Linked DNA regions of Mus musculus: regions 2 and 3 are each linked to region 1. Evidence: chromatin contacts called from public HiChIP or PLAC-seq and promoter capture Hi-C data. All regions are on one chromosome and are shown on one strand. Each heading gives the region's core, a stretch centred on a gene start, on an enhancer-like site or on the middle of the called end of the contact. The rest is flanking DNA. Distances are from core to core; before and after follow the strand shown.

What was found. HiChIP or PLAC-seq counts read pairs in DNA pulled down with a chosen protein or histone mark. Capture Hi-C pulls out chosen DNA fragments and counts their contacts.
Region 2: a promoter capture Hi-C map of adipose tissue shows a contact between it and region 1. The contact joins the promoter of Podxl2 here to the promoter of Kbtbd12 in region 1. A contact is called at or near these places in 8 of 39 promoter capture datasets (the 3T3-L1 cell line, the C10 cell line, cranial neural crest and 5 more), 2 of 484 Hi-C or Micro-C datasets (bone marrow-derived macrophages and embryonic stem cells), 2 of 115 datasets of contacts at active chromatin or transcription factors (embryonic stem cells and microglia) and 3 of 9 other capture datasets (adipose tissue, liver and pancreatic islet).
Region 3: a CTCF HiChIP or PLAC-seq map of CD8 T cells shows a contact between it and region 1, with 6 read pairs. The contact joins the enhancer-like site here to the promoter of Kbtbd12 in region 1. A contact is called at or near these places in 9 of 39 promoter capture datasets (the C10 cell line, HPC-7-derived erythroid cells, cranial neural crest and 4 more), 1 of 15 datasets of contacts at CTCF or cohesin (CD8 T cells), 2 of 484 Hi-C or Micro-C datasets (the G1E-ER4 cell line and the HL-1 cell line), 4 of 115 datasets of contacts at active chromatin or transcription factors (embryonic basal ganglia, embryonic stem cells, fetal liver and 1 more) and 3 of 9 other capture datasets (adipose tissue, liver and pancreatic islet).

What each region holds. Positions count from the first base shown.
Region 1 is chr6:88,625,446-88,629,779 of GRCm38.p6, forward strand. It overlaps Kbtbd12 (kelch repeat and BTB (POZ) domain containing 12), which reads right to left and starts at 1,984. Exons shown (of 6, transcript NM_001278671.2): 1 at 1,952-1,984.
Region 2 is chr6:88,873,072-88,877,405 of GRCm38.p6, forward strand. It overlaps Podxl2 (podocalyxin-like 2), which reads right to left and starts at 1,975. Exons shown (of 8, transcript NM_001347327.2): 1 at 1,848-1,975. The coding sequence starts at 1,908.
Region 3 is chr6:88,768,123-88,772,456 of GRCm38.p6, forward strand. All of the region lies in intron 3 of Mgll (monoglyceride lipase), which reads left to right. Among named protein-coding and RNA genes, the nearest start is that of Gm26588, 28 kb to the left of the region's middle. Within about 2 kb of position 1,734, at least 46 of the 459 cell types and tissues checked have an H3K27ac peak or open chromatin away from gene starts, as enhancers often do. A contact at or near this core is called in CD8 T cells and hematopoietic stem and progenitor cells, where this site is marked.

The sequences.
Region 1 (4,334 bases), core at 734-3,233:
TGGCTGTCCTGGAACTCATTCTGTAGACCAGGCTGGCCTTGAACTCAGAAATCTGCCTGCCTCTGTCTCCCAAGTGCTGGGATTAAAGGCGTGTGTCACCACACCTGGCTCCTCATTGTTTTTTATAGTGTCAAAGGGCTAACAATTCTAATGCGTACACGTAATACTCTGTGTTAGGAATACCCTCCTTCCCCGGTCCAGTTCTTCAGAATTCAGCGCAGATAACATTTTCTGAAGTAAAGGACTTCATGTTTTATTCACTTCTCTATTCCGTGTCTGTGTTGATACCTGGTATGGAAGAGTTGCTTGGTCTCCAGTCCAGGCCCCATCCTGCTTAGCCTCAGAGATCTGACAAGAGCAGGAGCGTTGGGGGAGGGGAGAGTCTATCCCCAAGCTATCCCAAAAGTGGTTGCTGTATCTCAGTTACGTTCTTCTAGCTGGGTTGTCTTGTCTGGTCCCAGTGGGAGAGGATGCGCCTAGCCTCACAAACTTGATATGTGTGTGTGTGTGTGTGTGTGTGTGTGTGTGTGTGTGTGTGTGATACCCAGGAGGGCCCCCACCTGCTCAGTGGATAAAAGGAGGAGGGAGGGGGGAAATATTGTGGGAGGGGTGACAGGGAGGGGAATGTAAAGTGAGTAAATTAAAAAAAAAAGAGTTTCTTGGTATGGTTGTTTGATCAAACTAATGCTTTGTTTAGTTCTACATCATTCCTAATAACCTTACCCTCCTATATCTGAATAAATATTTCTGAGGCAGGGTCTTTCTAGGTAGCCTTAGCTGGCCTCTGATTCACAGCAATCTTGCCTGCCTCTGTCTCCTGTGTGCTAGGATTAAAGGCATGTGTCACTATATCTGCCCTTCTCTCTTTGTGTTTTTACATGTATATGTTAGCTTTGGAGATTCTGATTTTGCTTAAACCATGCTTTAAGTTATTATCCTCTTGTCCAACTATAAATCCTTCCAGGAGACTTTCTTCCCTTTATTTGTGGCATTATGACATCTACTTTTGACCTCCACCCTCAAAGTTAATTCACAGTCATTATTTGCTCTCTGAGATAGAGGCCTCATTCCTGGGGAAGGGCCAGCTGAAGCAAACTTGAAACATTCCCGCATTTATAGAAAAAAAAAATGGCAACAATGGCTTATTTCCAAGTGACCTAAAAGCCAGCTGCAGCTTCTCAGTTGGCACATCTGCCCACCCGTGCTAAGCCCTAAGTGTCAGCCATTATTTATGGTGCCTTCCCTATTTCTCTTCTTGAGGGTGATTTTACAGCCATTTAAGTTTGTGACCCCTGGTTTATAACCTAACACTCTTACTGTATGTTGTTTCTGCCATCACCAGATTTCCCCAGTCCTACTTTTGCCAGCGCGGTAGGAAATGGCTGAACATGCATACCACCCTAATTACACTCAACTTTCCCCGCTGATGTCGTTTCCCTGATTTGTTTAATACGAACAAGTCACCCTCAGATGTACATAAGGCTTGCAATAATGAGTCACAGAGATGATAAAGACAAATAAGCTTTCTCTTCTTTTTCCTTTGGTGTGCTCGCAATGTTTTGCATTCACCCAGTTCCTTATACTTTTTCCGAGTGCTTTAATATGCATTATAGCTCATTAGTTCCTCTTAAGAATCATGTGGGGAAAATGCAAGGCAATTATATTCCTGGCTTTAAAGTTAAGAGAGTCGCCCAGGGATACATTCAGCGCTGATTGAATTTAAACGAACCGAACCCTGCTTTATTATGGGCTCCGGGAAGGCAGGAGAGCCCTTACCTCGATGGCATTTATAGTCTAGCGGGGTCGCAAAATAATCAGCCGGGTCATTTAGGGAAGGGAATTATCCTGGAGGTCTAGCAAATGGATTATGCCGCAGGGAGACCGGAGCGGCCGCTGACCCCACACCGGCCGGCCGACCGAGGGGGCGTCCCCTCTCTAGGCCCCTACTTACTCGCTGCTGCTCCGCCGCCATGGCGCCGTGACTAGGCACACGCGGGGTCGGGAGGGCGCGGCGGGGCAGGCCTGACTGACTACACTACCCGAAATGGGCCTGGGCTGACAAGCACTATAAATAGACCAAGCGAGGGGGGTGCAAGGGACAGGCGGCGTCCCAGCGAGGACGAGGAGGGCGCTGGCGGCCACCCAGAGGTAACAGGTGCTCGGCCTCCGCGCGGGAAGCGGCCGGGACACGCGCTGCAGTGTGCGCCTGCGCGGGGTCTTCCCGCGCCTGTTCCACACAGACCCCAGAGGTCCCTCACCGGCAAGTGCGCCTGCGCGGGGTCTTCCCGCGCCACACCGCGCGCTAGGGACAACGGTGTTCTGTCAGTCAAGAGCCCAAAAAGACACCTTTGAAAAGAGAATTTGGAAATCGGATCTTTTAAGGGGACACGTCTTTCATTTAATCTTTAAACGTTGCAAAGCTCACCCGAGGCTTCTGTGTGATCTTATTGAGTACGGCCTATGGTAGGGTTGCTGAAGAAAACACAGGAATCCAGTTAAATATACAATTCAGACATACAAGTGGTATTTCTTTTCTTTTTTTCGTATAATATGTTTCAGAGATCGCATGGCCAGTCCACATTTAGAAGCAACTCATTGTTTTGAAACCAAAAACAGGTTTTGGTTTCAATACAGAACATAGAATTCTGTATTTTTATTTATTACAGCTGGCAACTGAATTTCAGCACTCAGCTTCTGATGTGGGAGGGGGGATTTCCTGTAAGTGGAAAGTGTCCCCGAATCCTGAGAAAAGATTAATTCTGTTCTCAGGGTGCTCTCAGTGATGGGGAGCTAGTACCCCTCAGAATGTCATAGAGCATCATCTATTTTGTGATTAAAGACTCAGTATTAAGTCAGCTAGCTTAAAACGAGCCAGAATGGCTTTAGTGTAGTAATACACATTTGTGTGAGGGTTACAAGCTCTTGGGAGGAGGGGTCAAATGACCCTTTCACAGGGGTCACCTAAGACCCTTGGAAATATCACCACAACATGAGAGTCTGTATTAAAGGGTCACAGCATTAGGAAGGGTGAGGATCTCGATAGGTTAAAGTGAAGCTGTCAGTGGATGTGTATTTCTAGGAGAGAATCTGTCACCTGGTTGTTTCAGTTTCTAGAAACCGTTCTGATTCTTTTGTGTGTGATTCCTTTCTCTTAAAGTCAAGATCAAGCTAGAAGTGGTTGGACATACTTGTAATTCCAGCACCCAAGAAGTAAAGGCAGGGGAATCAGGAATTTAAGGGGCTGTCGGCTTCACTGGGAGTTCAAGGCTAGCTTGGGGCACATGAGACACTGTACAATAATACTCCGTTACTCCCTCCCCCAAAGCTTTGGGGGTCATAGAAATAAGTCTTTCTCAGGTTGGATCATTCTGGTGCACACTCATATTTTTCCTTTTAAAAAAATCTTTGTGGTAAAATATGTTTAACATAGATTTTACCACCTAGTCATTTTAAGTGTTCAATCTAGCATCACTAAATATATTTATATATCAATATATAAACTATAACTTACTATAGTTTGGATGTTGATTTTCCCCCAGAAGTTTGCATGTTGAACCGGTGAGTTCCAGAATGATGCTATTTGGAGGTGTTTGACCCTTAGGGCGGGAGACCTGATAAGTCCTTAGATTACTGGAGGGCATGCCTCTGATAGAGTCAACAGGAGCTCAGTTGGTTCTCTTCCTCTCCTACTTCAGTTTGCCTACTAGAGGTCCAAAACAATGGGCTCAGTTTGGAACCGTTCCTGCTTGAAAGAAAATCTTTCTTTTCTTTATAAGTTAATCATCTCAGATATTTCGTTATAGTAACTGGAAGCTGACTAATACAACTGCCATCACCACTTCCATTTCTATATTTTAAAATCATGACAGTCATTAGAAAGTAATGCCTCATTTTTCTTCTTTCCCAAATATCCAATCATCTCTAGACTATTTTCTGCTTGTATAAATTTACCTTTTATATACTTTACATAAGCAGAAACATATATTTGTCTTTTGTTACTAATTTATTGAATACTGCCCTTAAAGTTCATATATCATCTATGAAAATTTTCATGTTTTAAGACTCAATATTACTCTATGTATTTAATGTATGCATATTTAATTGGATTTTTCATTTTTGAGAGAACTCACTATGCATTCATGACTGTCCCCAGACTCATCATCCCCTGGCCTCAAGTCTCCCTTAGAACATTTTAATATTATTCTCACATATGTCAGTATCTTATAGTTCATGTTTTAGTTATTTGAGGAAATTTCTCTCCGTTTCTCACAGATCTACAGCTCCATTTAGAGCCATCTACAGTGATTTCTGTCCCTCCTTTTAGTTTTCTTTAC
Region 2 (4,334 bases), core at 725-3,224, 250 kb after region 1:
GAGGTGGCTGGGCAGCATCTGCCACTCTGCCCCCACAGCCCGGAGTGGCAGCCACAACAGAGATGCACCCCCACCCCACACCCCCATCCCCCACCCCCACCCGACTCCACTGATGTTTGCCGCTGAGAAAGAGTGCATGAGTGAAGCGTTCTTCTTTCTACACAAAGGTGTAGAAAGGAGGCACGCTGATAGACACACGTGTGCCTGCACAGAGATGGGGGCATACAAACGGGGTGAGGGAGAGAAGAGGAAAGGAGGGACCCTGATTGTCATCCCACTGGTCACCAGGATGGGGTCATGAGAGTCAGGTCTCCATACTGACTTGCACTGCTGGCAGAGATGGTGTGGTCCCTACCTAGAGAGAGAGAGCAGACCTCCCAGAGCTTTGCAAAGATCTGGGTGGTCTGTGTAGATGTCCCAGGCCAACATCAATAGACACTTCCCCATAAAATGTGCCCAGGGCAGGCACAGCAGTGTGAGGGGTCAGTTACCTCTCTGACTTTTTGTTTTATTTATCTATCTATTTATTTAGAGACAGGGTCTTGCTCTGCAGCCCAGACTGGACTTGGATTCCCAATCCTCCTGCCCCTTAGGTTCCAAAGAGCTGGAATTACAGTTAAGTACAACCCTAATCAGCGTTCTCCCACCTCCGCCCTTCTCCAGACATTTTCCTGGTGTTCTATCATTGACAGTCTCAAAGTAAGGGCCCACCACCTATTCATATCAAACAAGGTCTTCACCTGACTTCACATAGACGCCTCCTCGAATTTGTATACATTACACTGGGTGGGTTTTGGTGGGGTAACTGCCTGAGCACTAGTGGCCAGTCCCATGCCTGTCTCCACTGGAGGGGAAGCGACGCAGTCGAGGACACGCGTTCACCAAGTCTTGTAGCCCACCCAGCCCAGCACCCTGCTCCTGCCCCAGGCCCACCTTAGGACAGGGTCCCAGCTCCGATCTTCCCTGAGAAAGCTGCTCTCCCATGTCCTGGTCTGACCCACCTTTGCAGTCAGCCTTCCTCCCTCCCCTTCTGTGGTGGCGGCTTGCCTCTGAGCCTGTCAAGCTTTTGTGCCCGCCCCCTACACTCGCACACACCCCTGAATCCCATGTCTACCCTGAGAAGCTGTCTCTTTCTCCCTCACACACATATTTCTTACCTGCCTCAGGCCCCGACCTGTCACACGCCCACACTAACGAGGTATCCGGAGTGACTGCTGAATGAAAACCACGTACCCGAGTCTCACACACAGCCCCATATGGCGGCAGTCGCTGTCGCAGACCTACCCCTTTGTCAGCTCCTAATAAAGTTGCCCCGCGCAGTCGAGGACACGCGTTCACAACGACACGCACACGCCTTCCCAGGCAAGCTCCACGCACATGTAAACATCCACCTCGGCCACGCAGCTCTTTCTTTCTCGGCCCTCGGCATCCCCGGCCCACGCGCTTTGGGTACCCGCCGGACCTTTACGATGCGATTTCTCCAAGGGTGTCACCCGTGCGCTCTCGCCTCCCTGCTGAGCTTCTCTACACCCTCGCGCGCACACACGCACACGCCCCTCTGCTCCTTGGCCGCAGACTGGTCACCTGTCACCTGTCACCTGGCGAGGGGTGGGGCGCGGACACCCTGGTGCAGCGGCCCCGCCGCCGCCGTCCTCGAGCGCGCGCGTGGCACGGAGCATCCAGCGCCCAGGACAGGGCGCCTGGGGGGTCCCCGCGCCAGGCCCCGCGCCGCCGCCTCCTCCCCGCGCGCGGCCGACCCCGCGCGCCCCACAGCCTTTGTTCTGCGGCGCTGCCAGCACTGGCCCGTGGCGCGCTGCGCCCTCGCGGCTTGGCCCGGCCCCACTCACCGGCGGCCAGCAGCAACAGCAGCGGCGGCGGCAGTCGGGCGGCCCGCAGCGGCCGGGCCATGGTGCAGCGTTGCCGCCCGCAGCCGCAGCGCCGCGGCGCCCGGGCCGGCCTCGGGGGCGCGCAAAGCGAAGGCGGCGGCGCGCGTGCGCCCCGTTGGCCTGCGTACCCGCCACTCACGCGCTCATCCGCCCAATCGATGCAGCGGAGGGATCGGGGGCGGGACCCTATTGCGGAGTCCGGCTTCGCACCTGCACCTCGGGCCTCGAGCACTTCGCCACCCGGGGGGGGGGACCTCCCTGGGAAGCGGGTCCCGAACCTTTTGTGCAGCAGACCGGGCCCCAGTTACAGCGAAGGAGACAGAGGCCAGGATCAGCAGGGACCTGTTGGGGCACGTGGCCTGGGGATCCTGAAGGCCGGAGAGGACCAGGCTTTGGTGAAGGGACTGGGCAAGAGCAGAGAGCTGAACTCTGTGCCGGGTGTAGTTTATTTTCATTTTATGTGTGTGAATGTTTTCCCTACATGTACATATGTGCACCACGTGCGTGTTTGAAGTCCACTGATGGTTGTTGAGCCACCATGTGGGTGCTGGGAACTGAACTTGGGTCAGTCCATGCTCTTAACCTCTGACCCACTACAGCTTCCAGGGGTAGTTTAGACCCCCAATTTCCAGTTGGCTTTCACAGCCTGAGGAGATTTGTCCTTGTCTTCAGACATCTTGTGGGAGTCACCTTTCTCTCTAGCCAGCGCTTCTCCTTGACTTCAAGTTTCTTTTTGTGCCAATATGGCAAATCCGACAGGCATTGCTCTTCCTAAGTGTCAGGAGGGCAGGAACATTCCTCAGCATGTTCCAGAGCCACAAGTGTAGGAAGGCAGGTTAAGCACAAACGGAGGCAGAGGGGACCTTCTATGGAGACATTTATAGGATGCATGGATGTTGGGTAAGCTGGGTTTTGGCGAAACCATTCTAGATACAGAGAGAAACTGTGGCAATTCTCAGATAGAAAGATGTCTCACTTCTTTAAGTGACAGTGAAAACACTGACTGAAGCGTGACTGTCCCACGCCTGTAATATTTGTACCGCACTAGAAGGGATTCAGGTTAAGACCAGGGCAGTCTGAGCGACATAAGATTGTCTGGTGGGGGAGGGGAGCTAGAGAGACAGCTCCGCACAGAGTTTGTGGCTCTTGGAGGACCCAGATTTGGTTCCCAGCACCCACACTTGCTACTGTCTGTAACTCCAGCTCCAGGAAACCCAGTGCCTAGTCTTCTACTAGATTGAATCAGTCTGTACTTAAAGGCATGCTGTGTTGGGAGAGAGACTCTAGGTTTGTGTTTTAAAAAAGAAGAAAAGGCTTTGGACTCCTTCCGAAATAATAAGGATCAGACTTGACAGAGGGCGACTCCCTGAAGATCTTGGCTACAGACAAGAAGAGGAAGACTGGCAAGATCAACAAGATGGGTAATGTATACACTGATCCCTATACTTGGGGACAGCTCTGGGACTTAAATGTCTATATACAGACAACAAATTGTATTGACTACAAAATTCTCAGGGCTTATTATGACATACCATCTTTTCAGATAGTGTAAATGGAGATTTGAGTTTGATTATATGATCAGACTAACTTCTAAAGAAAGACAGTTGTCTTTCACCTGTTCAAACAGCAGAAAATCATTCTTAATTGATCTCCGCACCCCGCACTTTCAATGCAAATGTCGATAAGGTTTGTATATTGCAGAATGGAAGACCAAGAAGGCAGCCCTGACAGGATTCACCCTCGAGGATCCTGAGCTACTGAGACCTACTGTTCCAGCTTCTTGCTTGATCCTACTTCAGCTGTATCAAAGCTATTTCCTCTAAAGACTTGCTTCCGGGACATTTTCAGAATAATTAGCTCACTTGGCCCAGCCTTTCAGACTGTTCCAGTCAGACTTCATTTAAGCCTACACTTTCTCAACATACAGAGACTGGACAACAGATGCTACAGCTAGCTTTCTTAAGAGTAACTGGTTTTAGCCGGGCGTGGTGGCGCACGCCTTTAATCCCAGCACTTGGGAGGCAGAGGCAGGCAGATTTCTGAGTTCGAGGCCAGCCTGGTCTACAAAGTGAGTTCTAGGACAGCCAGAGCTACATAGAGAAACCCTGTCTTGAAAAACAAAAACAAACAAGAGTAACCGATTGATTTTGTTTTGGTTTTGTTTTTCTAATTTTCTTGGGTCCTCCAAAAGGAATTCTTTGCTTCAGTTCAGCAGGAAACAATTACAAGGAGACTGTCATCCCTGTCCCTTAAGTTGGGATGGATGGTTTTGGTCATTTTATGAGTTATAGATATGTTGTCATTTTAGGAGATGGTATACAAATAATTGTGGTCTTGAATAGGGAGGAAACAAAATAAAGAGGTTAGATTCGGGATTTCTTTTCTCTTTCCCTTCCTTTCCTCAGTCTTCCTTTCTTCCTTAGGTAAGGGAAAGGAAATTGAAAAGAA
Region 3 (4,334 bases), core at 484-2,983, 140 kb after region 1:
CTGGATGCTCTACAGGGCCGTCACAGGGCCATCTTCCATGTTATCCATCCACATGCTTTCCTGTAAAGTCTGAGGCAACAGATATTACTGTACATAGTACAGTAGTACTATGGGTTCAAACCCCTAACTGCACATGTGCTCTGGATGGGATGTTGTGCAAAGAGGGGTACGCTGGCACAGTAACGTACAGTCCCGCAGCCCTTCTCTCAGTGGCACTTGTCATGCTGGGGGTGATGGTTCTCTTAGTTGAGGCGCATTTTATTGACCTGCTAATTATTCCCTCTCTCAACCACAGAACCTCTCAGTCCGTCCACATGTAGCCCCAGCACGGGAAACGCCACGGGTGCTTGTTGAATGGCTAGAAGAATCTGTAACTCACATTCAATGAGACAGATGTTTCAGATGTGAGTTGTGGGACTTCCACACTGCGTATCTGTAGGGGTGGGACTGGTCACCACCAGGACCCACTATGGAGTGGGCCTGGTGGCTAAGGGTCAGGGAAGCTTGTAAATGATGTGAGTGTATTCCCTGAATGGGGGAGCCATGCACCTGGTGTTTGAGTCCGGTGTCTCTGAGCTACACTGGCATCCCTACATCCTGTGGGGCTAGCGGGGTAGCAGAGTCATACCACATGAGTAGGATCTTACTGGAAATGGAAGGTGTCCTGGTTACAGTTACTATCACTATGATGAAACACCATAACCAAAAAACAAGTTGGGGAGGAAAGAATTTAATTGGCTTATACTTCCACACCATACTCCATCACTAAAGGAGGGCAGGGCAGGGACTCAAGCAGGACAGAAACTGAAAGCAGGAGCTGATGCACCATGGAGGCCATGGAGGAGTGCTGCTTACTGGCTTACTCTCCACAGCTTGCTCGTCCTTTCTTATAGAACCCAGGACTACCAGCTCACAGGTGGCACCGCCCACAATAGCCTGGGCCCTCCCACATCAGTCACTAATTAAGATAGGGCTTTCCTACACCCTGATCTTATAGAGGCATTTTCTTAATTGAGGTTTCCTCCTCTCAGATGACTCTAGCCTGTGTCAGGGTGACATAAAGTTAGCCAGCACAGGAGGACTCTGACCACTGAAACCTCTGGGGAGAGCCTAGGGAGAAATTGATATCGGCTTCCCTGAGCCTCGGATCCTGCTGTCTTTGGTCTTTGGTGCACTCCAGACACTGCAGTTCTCTCTCTCTCTCTCTCTCTCTCCCTCCCTCCCTCCCTCCCTCCCTCCCTCCCTCCTTCTCTCTCTCTCTCTCTCTCTCTCTCTCTCTCTCTCTCTCTCTCTCTTTCTTTCTTTCTTTCTTTCTTTCTTTTGTGTGTGTTGTTCTGGTTGTTTGTTTATTTTCGAGACTGGATTTCTCTGTAGACTCACTGTGTAGACCAGGCCGCCCTGGAATTCACAGAGATCCGCCTCTCTCTACCTCCCAAGTGCTGGGACTAAAGGTGTAACCCACCACCAGCCAGCTCAGACACTGCAAATCTTAGTTAGTTAGCCCAGGTGAATCTATGGCAGTCCAGGTTGAGAGCCAGGGCAGGGGAGGCAACAGAGACTCTCTGATCCATAGTATCACTCATCTTCTGATATAAAGCTCTGAGCCCGGAAGCCAGGTTTCCGAGGAGAAGGGATCCAGGACAAGGCCCAACAAGAAGTGGTAGAGGCAGGCAGAAGTTGTGGGGCGCCAGCCACATCCTGCTCAGGTAGACACCAGAAGGCAGTTTCCTGTGAGTTTCTAAACATAGCATAAGAAAGCCACCGTGGGTGTGCATGCACTCAGTGGGTCTGCAGCTGCTCCTATGACTCACTGGAAACCCCTTGGCCCTCCACACAGGCATCCTGGCCAGCCAGACTGTACAGAGTGGGTGAGAAGGGCCTATGGAGAGCGGACAGGAATCTACTGCCCATGGCACCTTAGGAATGTGGCCAATAAGTCTCACTCCCAAAGCATTTTGCCTTTCCCAGCAAGCATCCTTCTGTCTCTCTGATACGCTTGTTAAAAATACATTGTCACTAGGGTGTCGCTCAACATCAAAGCACCTGCTTGCCAAGTGTGAGGTTCTAGGTTTCCTTCTAGCTCCACTGGAAAAAAAGAGAGAGAAAGGAGAAGGAGGAGGAAGGAGGAGGAAGGGGGGAAAGTGAGGGGAGGGACAGAGGGGAGAGGATAGAAAGAAAAAAAGGGACTAAGGAAGGAAACTTGGGAGTTTGCTGGGCCCAGCTTTCTATTTACAAAATATAAAGCAAGCATCCTTGGCAAATTAACAGTGAATTAATTATCTGCAAATATTTGAGGGAAAGTGCTAAAGGGAGATTTAAAAAAAAAAAAACAAAACAAAACCAAAAAACCCCAAGCCCTCAGCTAGGGTGTGAGAAGAGGAAGTTTCGCGGGAATGGCCGTGGGTGTCGCCGATGTGATTCCACAGAGGGGTGGGCCCCACTAGAGCCCCACATGGACCTAAAGAGTCCTGAGGAAATTCAGGGGCAAGCCCACAGGTAATCTGTGGGGGTTTCCACCCGGGAGCCAGAGCTGATTCGGGGTCCAGTGTGATGTACTCTGTTAATAGAGTAGACGGCCGCCAGCTGCAAGACACGCGTGCCTGTCAGAAACGCTTGAAAATGTGTTGGCACCGTTTCTCGCCTTAGTAAATACAAGTGTGAAAATAAGAGAGGAGTTTGCTTGCCGATGCTTCGGAGTCCCCAGCCAACTTGGGGTGACAGGGAACCCAATGAGCGGCAGTGAATCTGAGCCTGCAGCCCTGGCTTCTTACCCTTCTCCCCCACCCCCAGCCCCCTTCATGTCAGTCTGCATAATCCAGTTGCACATATTCAGACCTTCAGGTTTTTCAGTCGATCTCTGATGGGAATTTGTATCAAAATGCAGTTACTTGTCTCCTCTGTGGCTGAGATGAAATCCTGCCAGCCCGAGTTGGCTCATCCATAAGATGAGGGCAACAATAAGAAAGAAAAAAAATGGGATTGAGACTAGTTCTGCAACCTCACCCCCAGATTCTATCCCATTCAGCTGGCCTATCAAGCTGGCACATGCGTGCCAGTGGACATAGGCTACCGTGATACCAAGGCTGCTGGCCCTGGATCCACTGTGGAAACCGTGAACTCATAACAAGGACGCCTTGTGTCTGTGAGACTCAGCACACATCAGAGGAAGCTGGCTGAGGGAGGCAGGGGCAGGGAAGAGCCTTGGAGTTTGGGGCAGGATTTCAAGGGATGCCTTACCAAGCAGATGAGGCCAGTATCAGCAACTGTGGGTTAGGAGGATCCCAGGCCTTCATTCCATGGTAACATACTGCATATCTAACTACCTATCAGCGCCGTCTGGGGAGTAGATACAACTACTGGAACATGCTAAGCCTCGGTTTCCTTGTCAGAGAATACAAATGTGAAATGTCTTTGTCTTGAATCAGACTACTGACTAAATTGTCACATAAGTGGGAAGAGATGGTATCGTTTTTGTTTCTCCGTATGTATCAACACCTGGCCTTGAATCCACAATCCTCCTGCCTCAGTGTCCTGGGTGTCAGGGTGGCAGACTATGTCTCCATTCTTAGAGACTCTGGTGTAGAGTTTGCTGCTGTTTGGCTCTAGGGCATGTTCAAAGGTCCGTGTATTGAGGGCTTGGTCCTCAGCTTTAGGGAAGTGTGAATTTTAAAAGGTGGGGCCTAGTGGGGGTCATGGGTTGGGGCTAAGGGCTGCTTCTCTTCAGTGGTCCAGCCAGGAGGGGAATAGCTTTCCCATCACATACGGCCACCATGATGTGCTACCTCCCATAAGTCCAAAACAAAGCCAAGTAACCAGAGACTGACTGAACCCTCCGTAACCGTGAACCAGAACGAGCTGCTCCTCCTTGGTAAGTGTTTGGCGACAGTAACACAGTAGTCAGGCATTAGAGGTTATTGGTAGCCTTGGGTCCCAAACTTCGTCCGGTTACTGGCCAATTGACAAATGCTAAACATTGACTTGTAGTTTGTGTGATTTTTTCTGAGTCAGGGTCTTGCTATGCAGCTCAGGCTGCCCAGAACTCTTATCTCCCCGCCTTGGCTTCCCCAGCTCAGGATTCAAGGCGTTCACCACCGCACCCAGCATCGAATTCTATTTCTTAACAGCCGAGTCTTGCCTGAGCCCGCATCATTCTGAAGCTCTCAAATTACACATTGCTGATGTTGGCGTTTCTACAGCAGAACTGAGTGGCTTCAAAATTTCTCTGGAGAAACAGTTTTCTGTCTTATAAAACAGAGGCCCCGGGGACTCGGAAGGTCTTGAGTCTCTCTCGTCAGTTCGTGTGCCCACTCAGGAGACACATGCAGTGCCTTCTG